Regions from separate parts of the Rattus norvegicus genome. Here region 2 is linked to region 1. A link is a contact called in public Hi-C data. All regions are on one chromosome and are shown on one strand. Each heading gives the region's core, a stretch centred on a gene start, on an enhancer-like site or on the middle of the called end of the contact. The rest is flanking DNA. Distances are from core to core; before and after follow the strand shown. Region 1 holds the start of Mrs2 (magnesium transporter MRS2). Region 2 holds the start of Tdp2 (tyrosyl-DNA phosphodiesterase 2).

Evidence for each region. A called contact is a pair of places that touch in the nucleus more often than the background predicts.
Region 2: a contact with region 1 is called in a Hi-C map of hepatocytes, with 2.2 times the contacts expected there. The contact joins the promoter of Tdp2 here to the promoter of Mrs2 in region 1. A contact is called at or near these places in 3 of 12 Hi-C or Micro-C datasets (hepatocytes, kidney and liver).

What each region holds. Positions count from the first base shown.
Region 1 is chr17:40,490,386-40,493,379 of GRCr8, reverse strand. Mrs2 (magnesium transporter MRS2) reads right to left here and starts at 1,372. Exons shown (of 11, transcript NM_024001.1): 1 at 1,136-1,372. The coding sequence starts at 1,298.
Region 2 is chr17:40,666,797-40,669,967 of GRCr8, reverse strand. It overlaps Tdp2 (tyrosyl-DNA phosphodiesterase 2), which reads left to right and starts at 1,680. Exons shown (of 7, transcript NM_001034947.1): 1 at 1,680-1,934; 2 at 2,014-2,099. The coding sequence starts at 1,749. Acot13 (acyl-CoA thioesterase 13) reads right to left here and starts at 1,564. Exons shown (of 3, transcript NM_001106111.1): 1 at 1,252-1,564. The coding sequence starts at 1,332.

The DNA.
Region 1 (2,994 bases), core at 123-2,622:
AGTACAATTTGAAAAAAAAAAGGGGGGGGCCCCAAACTATTTCTGTTAGGTCTGTTTCTGGGCAATCACATTTGCAGAAACACTGTCTTCAGGTTTCTTTTCTCTTTTAAAAAGAGATTTACTTATTTATTTTAAGTGAGTAGTATACATTACAGATGGTTGAGCCACCATGTGGTTGCTGGGAATTGAACTCAGGACTCTGGAAGAGCAGTCAGTGCTCTTAACGGCTGAGCCATCTCTCCAGCCCATCTTCAGGTTTCCCCACTGGTTGACAAAAGCATCAGCAAAGACTCCTGTCTTTACCCAGCGTTTTTGCTCCCTTGACTGTCTGCTTGTATAGTTTAAAGCAAGGATTAATGCTCACGCCTGGCTTCAGATTCAACCTTAGTTCTAGGAATTCCCTACCTTATTCCAGGGCAACTATGTAATTGTATAAATGTGCGCAGAGGAGAAATCAACATAATAAACAGAATTAATAACATCCCAATCATGCTAATCGTAGCTCCTGCCACCCAGCATCGACTTTGGTTTGGGCTTTACTGCGGGTTTCAAGCCAGCTAGGGCTAGAGTGAGACCATGTCTTAAAACAAATGAAAGCTCCACTTTATAGAATTCTGAGACACAAAAGTAGAAGGGGGCATGAGGAAGTAAAAGGGCCAGTAGGATGAGGGGTGTCAGGGAAAAGTATGTATTAAAGTACTGTAATGAAACCCATTACTTTGGGCTGAGCAGATGGCTAGGCTAGCAAAATGCATGCCATGCTGTCAAGCCTTGAGTTAGACAACTGACTCAAGCAAGCTGTCATCTTACCTCCACATGCAAACTCAGAGAAAGGCACTTAAACGCTAAATTTAAAACAACAACAAAACAAACAAAAGTAGCCGAACGAGGCGGTTAACGCTTCTAACCGCTTCATTCAGAAGGATGAGACAGGACTGCTTGCTGTCAGTTGGCTGTCAGCCTGGGCCATACACGGAGACCCTGTCTCAATAAACAAGAAACCGCAATCAAGTCCTCATAGTGCTGGCCTGAGAACTAAGGGCAGGGTGAGCCTGGCGAGGCCAAGCAGCGGTGAGGACAGCGGGGCCAAGGGCAGGCGGGGCAGAGGCCGCGGGGCCCCGCGGGACGCGCGTACCTGCAGTGCGGGGTGTGCTCGGCGCCTTCTGGCTCCCGGAGGTCAGCGGGGTCGCGCGGCCACAGCAGGCAGCGAGGCTCAGGCGCACCGCCGCCATACACAGAGCGCTCCGGGACTGCGCGGCGCGGGGCAGTAGCCTGGGCAGGTAGCGCAGGCACTCCATGGCGCGCGGGCAATCGGGAAGCCGCAATAAGACGCCGGCCCGGCATGCCGGGAACTCGGGTAGATCAGTACACCGCGACAACCGCGCACCGCGCCTGCGCAAGCAGTTCCGCGCCTGCGCGCTGTTTTCCACGCATGCTCCGCTGTGGTGTCCGGTGACCCACGACCGGGTCTGTGTCCTTAACCCAGACAGAACGTGCAAGTGTGAATGCACCAGAGTAGCTCAGCTCCGAAAGTGTCCATGGAGAAGCATGCCTTTAATCCCAGCTCTTGGGAGGCAGGGACACGATAATCTCTATGAGTTCGAGGCCAGTCTGGTCTATGGAGCCAGTTCCAGGCCAACCAGGACTATGCTGAGTGAGGCTTCCCAAAAGAGAGTCACAGTTAAGTATTGTTTCAGGAGCTGTTTTTGCAACCTTTTATAGAGAAAGCAGGACAGTCAGAATCCTGGGCCATCTTCAGCTACACAATGAGTGTCAAGCCTAGCACAGATACACCAGACTGTCTTAGACAAAAATAAAACCATAGCTGATATTCAACATTGGTGGCTTTTGGAGTTGCAGAGCCCAAAAGGTTTAAAAGATTAAGTGAAAAGACTTCAGTCTGTGTCTTTAGAAGCTTTTCCTCAGGGAATGGGATCACAACGTGGTGTAAGCTTGGTCGTGGTGTAAGCAAGCTTGGTCGATAGACAGGGCAGGTGAGGGCAAAGGTCAAAAGGTTAAGGAAGTCTTGACACCAGTCAAGGGGAGGTCAAAGCATGTTTGACGACAAACAAGGTTGTAATCCTGTTTCTGAGATTTCCTTAATTTCCAGATGACGGAGTTCCTCTTCAACACCAGGACCCCTTAGTTACTGCTCCCTTTCATCTCAGCTTTAGTTTCTGCCCCTAGAACTCTAATTCCTCAAGGACCAATGAAGGAAGAAGTTCCATTCGCTGAGGTTTCTTATGGCTGACCAGGGGTATAGATCCTGCCGGATCGAGGATTGGAAGTCTCAACCTGCCAAATCTTGGGTCTGAGTGTGGGGCTCAGAGGATTATCATTCTTTGGTAATCTGGAGAAAGGATGTTGTTACTCAGGACTCAAAATGGTATGAACAGTCAAGCACCCATTAGATCACTATACCCAGTCCTAGAATTAGCACCAAATCTAGAAGCTTTCTCCACCATGAAGTTGTCGAAAGAAAAGATAATGACAGAGTCACTGCAAATTAAGGAAGGAAAGAGACAAATAGTATTATCAGGTTATCTGCACCAAAACAAAACAAAACAAAACAACAACAAAAAACCCAACCAAACAAAAAAGCGATTGTATTCTATCAAAAAAAAAAAAAAAATCAAACCACTGGTGAGCCGGGTGTGGTGGTGAATGGCTATAACCTAAGCCCATGGGAAATGGAGGCTAGCAACTGGAGTCAAAGCCAGCCTCAGCTACATAGTGAGGGCAATGCTAGCCTTATCTGAAAAAAAAAATCAATTTGGTTCACAGTTGCTGCCTTGTAGAGGGATCTGTCTTGTTCTATATCCTATCTAGTCTCCTCTACACTGCTGAACTTGTAGCCATTGGCTTCCAGAGTTAGGACTTTATATCCTATCCAGCACCTCCTGTAAGCTGCTTAGCTCAGAGATGCCATCCTCTCTAGTCCTTTGTTCTTTAGGTTGCCTGGCAAAAACTTATTCAAGATTTAGGGAATTTGGT
Region 2 (3,171 bases), core at 431-2,930, 180 kb before region 1:
CCTGAGATTACAGGCAGGTACCACCAAGCTGGACTTAGGAATGAGAATTTTAACTAGTTACTCAAAGGCAATCAAACCAATGTCAAAATTATCTCACACAAAACAGTCAATCGTGGTGGCACACACCATTTATCCCAGCACCCAAGAGGCCAATGAACCTCTGTGAGATCATATCCACATATCAAGTTCTGGGACAGTTAAGGTTACACAGAGAGACCCTGTTTAAATAGAAAAAAAAAACAAATATTCCAAATATTATACTACCCACAAGGGTGAGGAAAGCTTAAGGAGAAGTAGCTATGGAACCCTACCAATGAAGGACTCCTGCCTGCAAGCTTGCTATTAACTACATCCCAATTCTCAGAAAGATGGTTTTGTTTTGTTTTTCTAAAAAAAAAGAATTAAAATTCCCTCTTTGGTCAATAAAATTCTTTTTAGGTAATATTATCTTTCCAAAAGTCACTGTCAAATGATGCCCTTGTTTTTTAAAAATATTTCCTATTGGCAAACATTAAATACATTTACCTAAGTGTTATTTCCTACTTTTGATACTTTATGAACATACTTAAACAACCCGAGAAGGGGTGTTCAGGAGAAAGATTTCGAATGCCTGTAGTTGACTAATATTTATATTTCACACCCACATTCTTTTTAAATTTCCAAGTATTCTTTCTTAATCAGAAAAATAGACGTACATGCATTAAAACACTTATTAAAAAGTCTCCAAGTTCCCAGGTTAAGTGTCTTTTCAACAATACCACACGCTTGACTTCTGCTACTGATACTTATTAAGGATTGTTTCCTATAAAACACAATGGCTTTCTATAAAGTCTGGAAAATAATAAAGTATATTAGTTCATGTGGAATGACAGGGTGCAGGCACTGGTCCTGGTTAGCTCTGTAGCATTCTAGATCAGCCTACATGAGTTTTCAGACAACCTGTTACACAGAAAGACCAAGAAACACAACACAGGTACAGGTTGTTCCCTCATTCACTTCTGCACCTCAAACGTACTTGGAGCTTATACCTCACAAGAAATAATTCCCATATACTAGTCCTGCAGACTCCAGTGTCTCGTTAATGGTACATACAGACTTTCCTCGGCGCATTCCAACAGTTTGCTGGTTTGAAAAACCAAACAAGCTTATTTACGTTTCGATGAGAATCTACGCACTTCCCCTGCATTTGACAGGCCACTAAGGTGTTTTATTAGGTTCGTCCCCATCACCAGAAGCTTCGCCTTACAATACCTTTTCCAAAACTCTATCAAAACCGGGAACTTTGAACATAACCTTCATTATTTCCCGTAGATTCTGGGTCATGTTGCTCATCGTGGACGCAAAGCAAGAGTCTGGGCTCTGCGAGAATGAACTTTGGAAGAGACGTTTGTGAAAGTACAAGGACGTGGACCGTCAAGTCTGCAAGCCTGGGGGGTTTCGGGTCGCGCTCCGGAGAAAGGTCGCGTGCTCCGGTTGCCTAAGACCTTGAAGAGCAAGTGTTACCTCCACCCTCTAGCGCCTCAGTGCGCACGCGCAGCATTTAGGCCTTCTCCCCCCCCTCGCCCCCCTCCCCGGCCCGCTTCTGCGCCTTGCTTGCGGTGGGCGGGGACCTGAGAGGTGCGGCCTGCCCGCCGGAAGGTTGACGCGGAAACACTCGCTCGCAGCGCGCCTGCGCAGGTCTAGGCCTTTGCGATCGGTCGCGCGGAAAGTGGGGTGAAGAGCGGGTATTTTGAGGAGACCCTGCAGCGATGGCGTCTGGCAGCAGTTCCGATGCGGCGGAGTCGGCAGAGCCGGCGGCGGCGCCCGCAGCAGCAGAGACGGAGGAGGATCAGGTGAAGAGGCGGCGGCTTCAGTCCCTGGGATTTGCGTTGGTGACGAGCTGCGACACTACGGTGGCTTCCACTTTCCTGTCGGAGAACAACTGGCAGACGAAAGTAAGTTCGCGGTTCTCGATTCCGCCGCCCTTCCCAGGTGGGCGAGCGCGCCCTGCATCCTTGTGCTTTTACTTTTCAGAAAGCGTTGAGCGCCTTCTTCGAGCAGCCAGAGAACGACCTAGCGCGGCCTCACCAGCCTCCGACATCCTCCAAGTCCGAGGACTAGTAAGCGACCGGGGCAGCTTGCGGTGGGCGGGGAAGGGTCGCCTGCTGGGATGGAAATGTCTGCCGGAGCCCCCGGACTGGGAATAAATGGGAATGCTTCTGAGGAAACCCGGTCACTTCCCAGCGTGACTTGCCTTTGTTGTTTTGGGACGGGGGTCTCACCATGTGAACCAAGCTTGCAGTCCCACCCTTGATCCCTGTCTGGCCTGAGTTGAGTGTGTAGACCAAGTTGGCTTCAAACACAGATCTACCTGCCTCAGAATAGAAAGAGCTGGATATAAAGTGTCCACCACCACACTTGGATGAAGTTTTTGTTTAATGTTACGGTTATTTGTTCTTTTTTGAGACAGAGGCTTGCAATAATCCTGACCTCCAGCTCTTGAATCCCTTGTTCCAGCCTCCCTTTTGCTACCATTACATCTGGTTCTAGCACTCCCCATCTGAAATGTAACATTGTTTGAGACATACATCCAAGGCTGACTTGGAACTCCTGTGTGGCCTTCCACTTGCCCAGTACTGGGACTAAAGGTTTGTGAAACCCTGGCTACTGAAATACACTTACTGACCTGAATTATTTACAAATGGAGATGAGAAAAAGATTGAGGTAGAAATTTTCTACTGAAGAATGGTAACTTGTGTGTGTCTCCTTGTTTCTACATTGATTACCTGCTCTCTTCTTGCCAAAGAATAGTGTTTTTTTCCCTTTGAGTCGGGATCTCACACTTTTGTCTAGTTTGGCACAGGTTTGTGTGTAGTATAGTCTGGCGTTGAGCTCCTAGCAATCCTGCCTCAGCCTTTGGGAATTAGTCATCAAGCCACGTTCAATATTTGTTTTAAGTGTATGCTATTCCTGTTGTTTTAGTGCCCTACCTCAAATTTTTGTTGTGGTTCTTCTACTGTTTGCAGAATAAAACCAAGGTGCTTTACTAGGCCTTTTAGGAATTGGCCACTGTTATTTCCAGAGTCTCTTACATGGGAATTAATTGTCTGTGTCAGTCAGAAGAGATGGGTAATCATCATAAAACAGTTGTGTTGAAATTACTTGGAAAGTTTTTTAAAAAATGTTGGGGCA